2 separate regions of the Xenopus tropicalis genome follow, and region 2 is linked to region 1. The links are chromatin contacts, called in public Hi-C maps. All regions are on one chromosome and are shown on one strand. Each heading gives the region's core, a stretch centred on a gene start, on an enhancer-like site or on the middle of the called end of the contact. The rest is flanking DNA. Distances are from core to core; before and after follow the strand shown.

Region 1 (4,369 bases), core at 773-3,272:
CATCTAGCTGTCTGTCTATCTATCTCTCTATCTGTATTTCATTGCTTATGTCTACCATTAATATATTTTCTCCCGCCTTTCTCTGTATCTGTCTTAATATATCTCGTTACAGTTGTTTCTATCTTTTATCTATCTATCTATCTATCTATATTTCTATCTAATCTATCGATAGAATAACTGTTCTTCTATACAGAGAAGGGAAGAATGTGCCCCTTCATCTCCCACCGCCTTGATCCCAGTTTCAGAGAGCGATCCCCCTCCCTTACAATATATCCTGGTGAATGAGAGTGATCCGAGACTCAGGCCACTAAACAGACTTGACCAGTCTGGCGCCGAATGCTCTTAAGTATGTGAGTGAAAAATGCGCTGTTGGGAGGGCTAATCACTTCAGATGTTCCGCTCCTATCTCAGTGCATTTAGCTCACAATGCTGCGCCTTCCTCCAGCCACTAACAATCTGCTTCCCCATCTCCCCTCGCCTTAACCCTTTCAGCTCACTGGCTTCGCGGGGCCCAGGCACAAATCTTAAGGGGAAAGTTTTGCTTTGTACGCGTCCTTAACATATGGGAATTGAAAAATGATTTTTACTTTATAAACGGGATGTGTTAACTAACAGCTAAGCATTCACCCAGGCATATATATATATATATTGGGCTGGGCCCCTGGTCTCAACAGATCTACCCCCCCCCCCCCCAATTGACTGGGGAATACAGGCAGCAACAGAGCCAGTGAGTGGACATTTCACGGGTTGTCTTACAAATGATGTCTTGATTGCCGGACAGATAGGCTTGGGGGCAGAGAAAGGCTACAGGGCTGGCAATCTGTGCATGTGATCCCAGGGTGAGATATCACACGGAATTAGTGCAAAGGAGAAACACTGATGTCTGGGAGATTAGAGGCTTTATCCCAGCAAATTACACTTTCTCCCCAGCCTGGCTGGGGGGGGGGGTAGTTTTGCTCTGGGAAAAAATAATAGAGACAGTAGGAATGTACCTCAGTATCGCACACTGACGCAATGTAAAACGCTGTATTTTATACAGAGCAGTCTGGCCGATGTGATTATACACTACTCAACCGGTCCAGTGACCATCACTAGCGCAAATGTAGCCAATTTAAAATCTATATAACTCCATCATTTTATGGTAGGATTTTATGGATTAAGTGATCAGACTCCTAAAGACCGATAGTTTTAGGTCAGTAACAGAATGGCACAGGATTCCCACCTACATTTAATTAACACCGATATATTTATAGACAAATATGTAGGGGATCGGGAGTGACTAGTACAGAGCCAATTTCGGTAGCAAGCGCTGGCATGAGCGCAGGGTATGCGGGCGGTTGCGCTCCCCGGGCAATCAGTGCGCCGCTTCCCACAGGGATGGGTTGGATGATGGGAATGTTCTTGGGTCTCGGTCCAACCCACACATGCCCCGAGCCGCTCGCACTTATCCTTCCGGCCATTGTGACGGGGCAAGGCGATGAAATGGGAGTCCCACTGAGAGGCTGATGATAAGTCGGGGCTGGAGTTGGCCGCAGAGGCTGCGCAAGCAGCGCCAGAGCTGTAGATGGAGGGTGAGGGAAAAGCCTCAGTGCACACGCACAGCCCTCCCCCTCCCCCTGGGTGCATGTGTTTTCTCTCCCTTTCCTAGCAAGCCACCTAGAGGTAAGTGCCTTTCCCTGCCAGGCAGGCAGCGGCTGAATAGCTGGCTGTGTTCTTCCAGCCCCCGCTACACCTTCCTGCCGTGTCCCCTCCCATCTGATCATGTTGACATATTCACACGGCATTATGTAGTAGTGATGCTTTGCTGCAACGCTACAGCTTCCGACACCTTCTTTTTATAACTCAGCCCTGTCCCCATCCAGTAGACCTGTCAAAACCCCGCCTATGGAGCCACACAATTGGTCCGAAAGCGTCAAAGGGCCAATCAAGTAGGTCTGGGCTCCTCGCATTGCCACAACACATCCCTGGGATATGGTGTAAGGAGAGGCTCCATTCACACACAGGATACTTGAAGCGGGGACTGTCTCTTTCCTCTGTCTTTTCTCTCCCACCCTCTCCTCTTCCTCTGTAACCCCATCTCCCTCTTTCTGCTCTCTCTTCTGACACTGGCACATTCTCCGGGAAGGGAGGCTGCTATTTATTAAAAAAAAGGAGGACAAAGGGAAGCAATCCATTTGGGGGAACAGCGGAAGCACCAGAGTGCAGTACAAAATAGACATCTGCATCTTCACTCTTAATCCTTACCTGGAGCTGTGACAGCCGCTGGGGCTGCCGGAGAAGTTGCTGCTTGCCCAGAGAACACGGACTGCCCCAGTCTCTCCGATCGCCGCACAAGTGAAACTCTCGCAGGAGGATAGCTGAGCGGGGAATTGCATTTCTTCCTCTCTCTATTCGAATTAAAGCCTGAGAATAACCCGGCAGTCTCTTGTGTCAATGCTGGGTTTTGCCACATTAATGTGCCCGTGAAGATCCCTCACACTGGACTGAGCCCCGAGCTGTGAGATCCAAAGGGTGCAAGTGAATGAATTTACCCATGAGAGATCCAGTGATTTCAGGGTCAGCCATGGCTTACCATCCATTCCTATCCCACAGGGCACCAGACTTTGCAATGAGTGCTGTTCTTGGACACCAACCTCCCTTTTTTCCAGCTCTGGCTCTGCCACCCAATGGGGCTGCTCTTTCCCTTCCTGGTGCCCTGGCCAAGCCCATCATGGATCAATTAGTGGGTGCCGCAGAGACTGGCATCCCCTTTTCATCTTTGGGTCACCAGGCAGCTGCTCATTTGAGGCCTCTTAAAACCCTTGAACCAGAAGAAGAAGTTGAAGACGATCCAAAAGTCCACCTGGAAGGCAAGGATCTCTGGGAACAGTTCCACAAAAGGGGGACAGAGATGGTCATCACAAAATCTGGGAGGTGAGTCTCAGCCTTTGTCTTCATTATACATTAGAACTGGTTTTAAACTCACCTAGAGACTTGGCCATGGGGCCCCCCTGTACAGAAGTGCACTATCCTCTGCCACTATCATTGCACAGATCTGCAGATTCCTGTGCCATTTCCAATTCACCTGGCACTCCTTATTTCCTTACTCTGCAGTAACTGCAATGCTTGTATGTATCATCATGCGTGTGTTTCTACTTGTTTGTATGTAAATCTGTGTTGGGGAATATGTTTGTCAGATCGACAAAAAAAAACAAAACAAAAAAACACCTTTAACCCCAAGACTAAAATACAGCAGAACATTTTGGGGTTATAAACACAAGTTAAAACTTTTCGGCGCACAAATATCAATGGTAAAAGAACACAAATACAATGTATTTTAGAAGTGACATATAATCGTCACTTTTCTTCTGACATTTAGTAAACGAATGATTTTATTCCAACTCGTTTATCTCCTTTCCAGCAGTATAAAGGTTTATTGCTGCAATTGTATTTACTATATTTAGGCCCTGAGTGCGGCGTCTCCCACTCCCTCCTGTCTGTTAGCTGCGGTCAAAGTTTTGCACCAAAGGTTGGAAGAATTCTGTCTCTTTATTACATATATTTCCTGAAATGCTGAACATATCTCGGCAGCTTATAACAGATACAAAATAACTTTATGGCATGTTATACTGGCGATTTCAAGAAGTCAGCTTCTTATCACTGGTGTTAAATGCCTTGTGGTTATATCTCTGTGGCGTATTGTAAATGTGTGTATACACGCACAGTCACAGTATATGGATAGTATACGGATAATTCAAAAAAGACGGTCAAACCATACTGCCAGCAATCTGCATTTTTGATAGCAGGTATATAAAAGGCCTCAAATTTACTACTCTACACACAAACACAAAAACTTCACCTGGTTAGAGTGCAGTTTACTACAAGCAGAAAAATAAAATGTGGCAATTCCGATGAAAACCTCATTCTGTAGTGATCAGTAATGAATAAAATAGATTAGGCCCATCTGAACTCACAGCAATGCAAACATTCCCACACACACAATAAACAAACAAAAATAAGAATGTATATAGGTAAATGAATCCAGAGGAAGGGAAGGCTCCCCAAACCCTGGGAATCCAAGAGCCATACAAGCACGGCGTCCAACTGGAGTTTTTCTTGAATGAAAACTAGATTATCTATGACTTGGGCAACTCTTTGGGCCTGTAAATTGCACTTTTGGTTATATTTATGGAGGAGTGTATATTTTGTATAAAAAAGCTCTAGTGTTGACTTTGGAATTGAAAAAGTATATATATATATTGTTTTGTGTAGGAGGATGTTTCCCCCATTTAAAGTGAGGTGCTCTGGTCTGGACAAGAAAGCCAAATACATTCTGCTGATGGACATTGTGGCTGCAGATGACTGCAGGTACAAGTTCCATAACTCCCGA
Region 2 (4,369 bases), core at 801-3,300, 150 kb after region 1:
GGAGAAACCAGGGGGAAGAGGGGTAATAACTAATATATAGAAATTAGAAGGAGGGAAGATCTATCCAGCTGTGGGAACTATAGGGAAGGCACAGGCAGGAGTGATGGAAGGAGCCAGGCAGTGAGTGTAAGAGTGGAGCAGAGCTAGTGGTTGGGCAGTGTCTTTGCAATACCAGTGCTCTCCCCTCCCCATCATTACACTAGACTGTGTGTATGTGTGTGTGTGAGTGTGCGCAGGAGAACAGCTTGCATTTCTCTCTCCATCCAACTAGCGCTGCCCTCCACTGAGAGACACAGAGAAAGGAGACACAGGACAGAGATCTCGTACTCATCAGCCTCACTGATGCCCTTTCCGTAACCCCATCCCTACCAGCTAGCCCCCTGCCTCTTTGCGAAGGAGCTTCTCCCCCAGCACAACGATAAGGCCGGCTGGATTTATCTCTCTCTCACTGACATTCTCACACTGATTGCACGGAAGAGAACCAACCGCTGTGGCTGCGAATGAGATCCCAGCTTTTCCTTGCAGCCAAGCAGCAAATCTAACGCGGAATGAGGAAGGCGACCTCCTTACCCTCAGCTGGGCTCTAGATACACATTTCTGCCCGAGAGGGGCCGATATTAACGGTGATTCCATGGGAAGGATCCAGCCTCTGCCTTTATTTTCTTGGGAAGGGAAGGAATAAGCTGGAGACCGAGCAGCAACAAGCAGGGGCCTTTAATACTGACAAAGGAGTGAAGGAGCCGCTTACAGGTATTGTTTCTCCCACTGTACAGCAGGGAAGCCCAGGAGCAAACCAGCGCCGTGGGAACTGCTGTGCGCCAAATACAGGGGTACCGTAGGCTTTGGCACTTAAATAGAGGCTGAAATCGCATTTCTGCAGCAAAACATAAGGCCTGGTCTTATCCACATGGCAACAGGAGGCGCACAGGCACACAGACCACATATTTCTAGTATATATCTATAATACACACTCTCACGTACAAACGTCATCATTTTGCATTTCTCAGATATGTAAAACAAAACACACATTATACCTCATATTTTGTGCAAACTATGGATTTTACTTAAATAGGAAAAGAGACCATTTGCTGTTGTGGTCAATTTTTTATCAGACTACAAATGATTTGTGTGTGCCTGTGTGTACATGTATAGGAACATCTGTGTATTTGTATACATCTTTATATACCCCACTAATATCAATTGAAAATAAATGTATACTGTTTCTGAAGGTTACTATGAGGCATCTCAAGAAACTAATAATAAGAGGCACACAAATATCTAAGTGAATTTGAATGATACAACACAGAAGAATTCTAAATATTTCTGCAGTGTGTGTCATAGAGAAAGGGGGCTCCTATTTTATCTATCGAGGTTTGCAGGGGATGTCATAGATGGCTTCCCAAAAATCAATGTAAATATAGACACACTCACTATTTTATCGATTGAAACATTTTAAAACATCAGTTAAAAATACAAAAATAACACATTACTCATCAGATAAAGCTCAAAGGAGAAACAATCTAGTTTAAAATTCATACAAATCCAGGTAAAACTGCAGGTGATGTTCCAGCTGAAGTAAATATTAATTAGTAGCTCAGAGGCATTGACTGCCGAGAATATTTTGTATGAAAAGCCAGAGAAAGTTGATGATAGACATTTAGCTTTGTCTTTGTCCTTCCAAAAAATATTCCTTTTGAGTGAGTTTTTGTGTTTGGGTGAGTCTGTGAATGGGGGGCACGCTTGACAGTTATATACAAATTATACCCACATGTATGAGCCTAATGCCAGAATGTGAACATACCTGCATAGGAACAAATATAGTAATAATAATTATATTTTACACATACTCCAGCGAATGGCTGCAGCCATATATATTGGCCAGCGCAGTTATCTGTGAGTAACAGGCACTTCTCCACATGAATAAGCCTGCTAGCGGCGTGTAAAGAAACTGACAGACATTGACTTTAATCCCATGTCAGGGAGACACACAGGGGCCAAGTTACAGACCTATGACAGGTTGTCTCCTCTCAGTGCAGGCTCCCACTGGAATATGGCGGACACAGAGGAGGCTTATGGGATGCCTGATACCCCTGTGGAACCAGAGCCCAAAGAGCTACAGTGTGAGCCTAAACAGGACAATCAGATGGGGGCCAGCAGCAAGACCCCTACTTCTCCTCAGGCTGCATTTACCCAGCAGGTAAGAGAGGTAATTCCAGAGAGACATACGCCTTATACCATGGCATTCATTCAGGGCAAAATAGTACATTCACATTTAGAAACTAAAGCACTGACACACTGGGCACAATGTAGGATTTATAGACAAATATTACACATATTATATTGCATTGCAATGCATGTGCTACAAGCAGTTTTTATATAACTTGTATATATCACTCTTGAATTCTGGCATGTTTGTCTTACCACTGTACCATATGCAAGGAAAGCCGGCTCATTACAAATTTAATCTAATATAATCTAATCAAATGTAATCCTAAACTGAGTGATTCTGCTTTATGATTTGTGCATACATTCTCACACACACATATACATACATACACACACATATACATACATACACATATATGTACATGAAGAGATGTATGGTTACAGTGCTTGCAGTACGAGATTATAAAAGCATCTAACGCTGTTTTTATCCCGAGGTAAGGATCTCCTTCTTGCCCTGCTTTGCCCTTCTTGCCCTGCTTTGCCCTTCCTGCCCTGCTTTAGAGGGCAAAGCATATTCCATTAGGGCATAAAGCAGCAGCAAGCGGAGGCCATAGATGAAGAACAGTTCAGGGCTCAGACACATTCCAGCGATGGCATATATTTGTGAATAAAAAATAAAGACATCGCAGTCAAAACAGTTATATTGCCAGTATGCTTATTTCTGACAAAATATAGAGACAGGCCCCATTCAAAAGCTTTCTCCAAACACACTAATTTGAGCTTAAGCAAGTCAATATGCAAGCACAAAAAAAGAAAATTAAAAACGTTAATTCGCCTTGCAAAATAAGAAAAAAAAAACAGAAAGTTGGCCTTTTTTTGAAACTCGATAAATTCACCCACATTTACACCGCCCCCCCCCCCCCCCACACACACACACACACATACATACAAATCTTAAACCAGTACAACTGGAAAATTCTAAGTTGTACCAGCTTTGCTTAAACGCAGGTTCATACAAAAGGGGGAGGCAGGAGGTAGGCAGAAATGTGGGAGAACACGGACTTGTGCCAGGTTATGGCTTCTGTGTATTTATACTCTGCCTTTTGTTCCCAGGGAATGGAAGGCATTAAGGTGTTTTTGCATGAGAGAGAACTGTGGCTGAAATTTCACGAAGTTGGCACAGAAATGATTATTACTAAGGCTGGAAGGTAAGACTATTAGATTGAGAATATAATATAATAATAGTGGGTTCGGAGGAGTGCATTCTTTGTTCAGTCTTTATTAATCACACGTCCTGGCCAATTATTTTGTTCATTAAACCATATGTCAGGTTACAATAAAACGCACCGCTAACTTACAAGGGCTTTTTTTAATTCCACTTCATATTCCTGACTGTAAATATAAAAATGTCCCAGGCTAGACTCCAGTGCAATGAAATCCTTTATAGAACGAGGGAGAGAGGGCAGGGGAACTAAAGGGGAAGGACAGAGTGAAAGAGAAATAAATCAGAAGCAATGGGAAGTAAATGAGAGGGGGACCTGGGTTGGGGAAACTAAGGCTGAGAGACAGAGGGAAGAGAAGTTACAGAGGAGGAGAGAGGGCAGGGAAACTTAAGAAAAGATGGAAGTGAAGTAACTAAGAGGAAGGGAAAATAAAAACAGAGATGGAAGGCAAAATACATTTTAGGGAAACTAAAGAACATGGGAAGAAGGAAGGGAGAATAAAGGAGAGAGAGAAGGGGGAGAATTGAGGAGGAAAGTAATTCAAAGATGTAGGGGAGAAAATGGAAAGGTGGAGGACAGGAAGAGTGGTTTAAAAGTGGGCCCAGTGGTAAGAAAGGGATGGGGAACTAAGGGAGAGAGGAAGCGGGAACTGACAGAGAATACATGGGAAGTAAAGCAGATGGAAAATAATGAGAAATGGACAAAAACAAAGTGTTAAAGGTGAAATACACGAAAGGTGGGTATGAAATGAAAGAACACTATAAAAAAGGAAATAGATGAGCAGATGCAAAACAGAGCTGCAGACAGAGACAAAGGTTCTGGAAGAAAATCGAAATGGCATAGGAAATTCACGAATAGTCTAGAAAGAAAGGCAAAAAATAAAAACTATGGCATTCATTTGTAATGAAAAGGGAAAGTCAGGCTACACAAAGATCACAAGATGCAGATAAAGGAAGAAGACTAGGTCGGACTGGGGCCAG

Evidence for each region. A called contact is a pair of places that touch in the nucleus more often than the background predicts.
Region 2: a Hi-C map of neurula embryo shows a contact between it and region 1, with 1.9 times the contacts expected there. The contact joins the promoter of tbx5 here to the promoter of tbx3 in region 1. A contact is called at or near these places in 4 of 5 Hi-C or Micro-C datasets (brain, gastrula embryo, neurula embryo and 1 more).

Annotation. Positions count from the first base shown.
Region 1 is chr1:145,773,219-145,777,587 of UCB_Xtro_10.0, forward strand. It overlaps tbx3 (T-box 3), which reads left to right and starts at 2,023. Exons shown (of 7, transcript NM_001032353.1): 1 at 2,023-2,913; 2 at 4,252-4,369. The coding sequence starts at 2,522.
Region 2 is chr1:145,925,787-145,930,155 of UCB_Xtro_10.0, forward strand. It overlaps tbx5 (T-box 5), which reads left to right and starts at 2,051. Exons shown (of 10, transcript NM_001198768.1): 1 at 2,051-2,209; 2 at 2,573-2,603. The coding sequence starts at 2,051.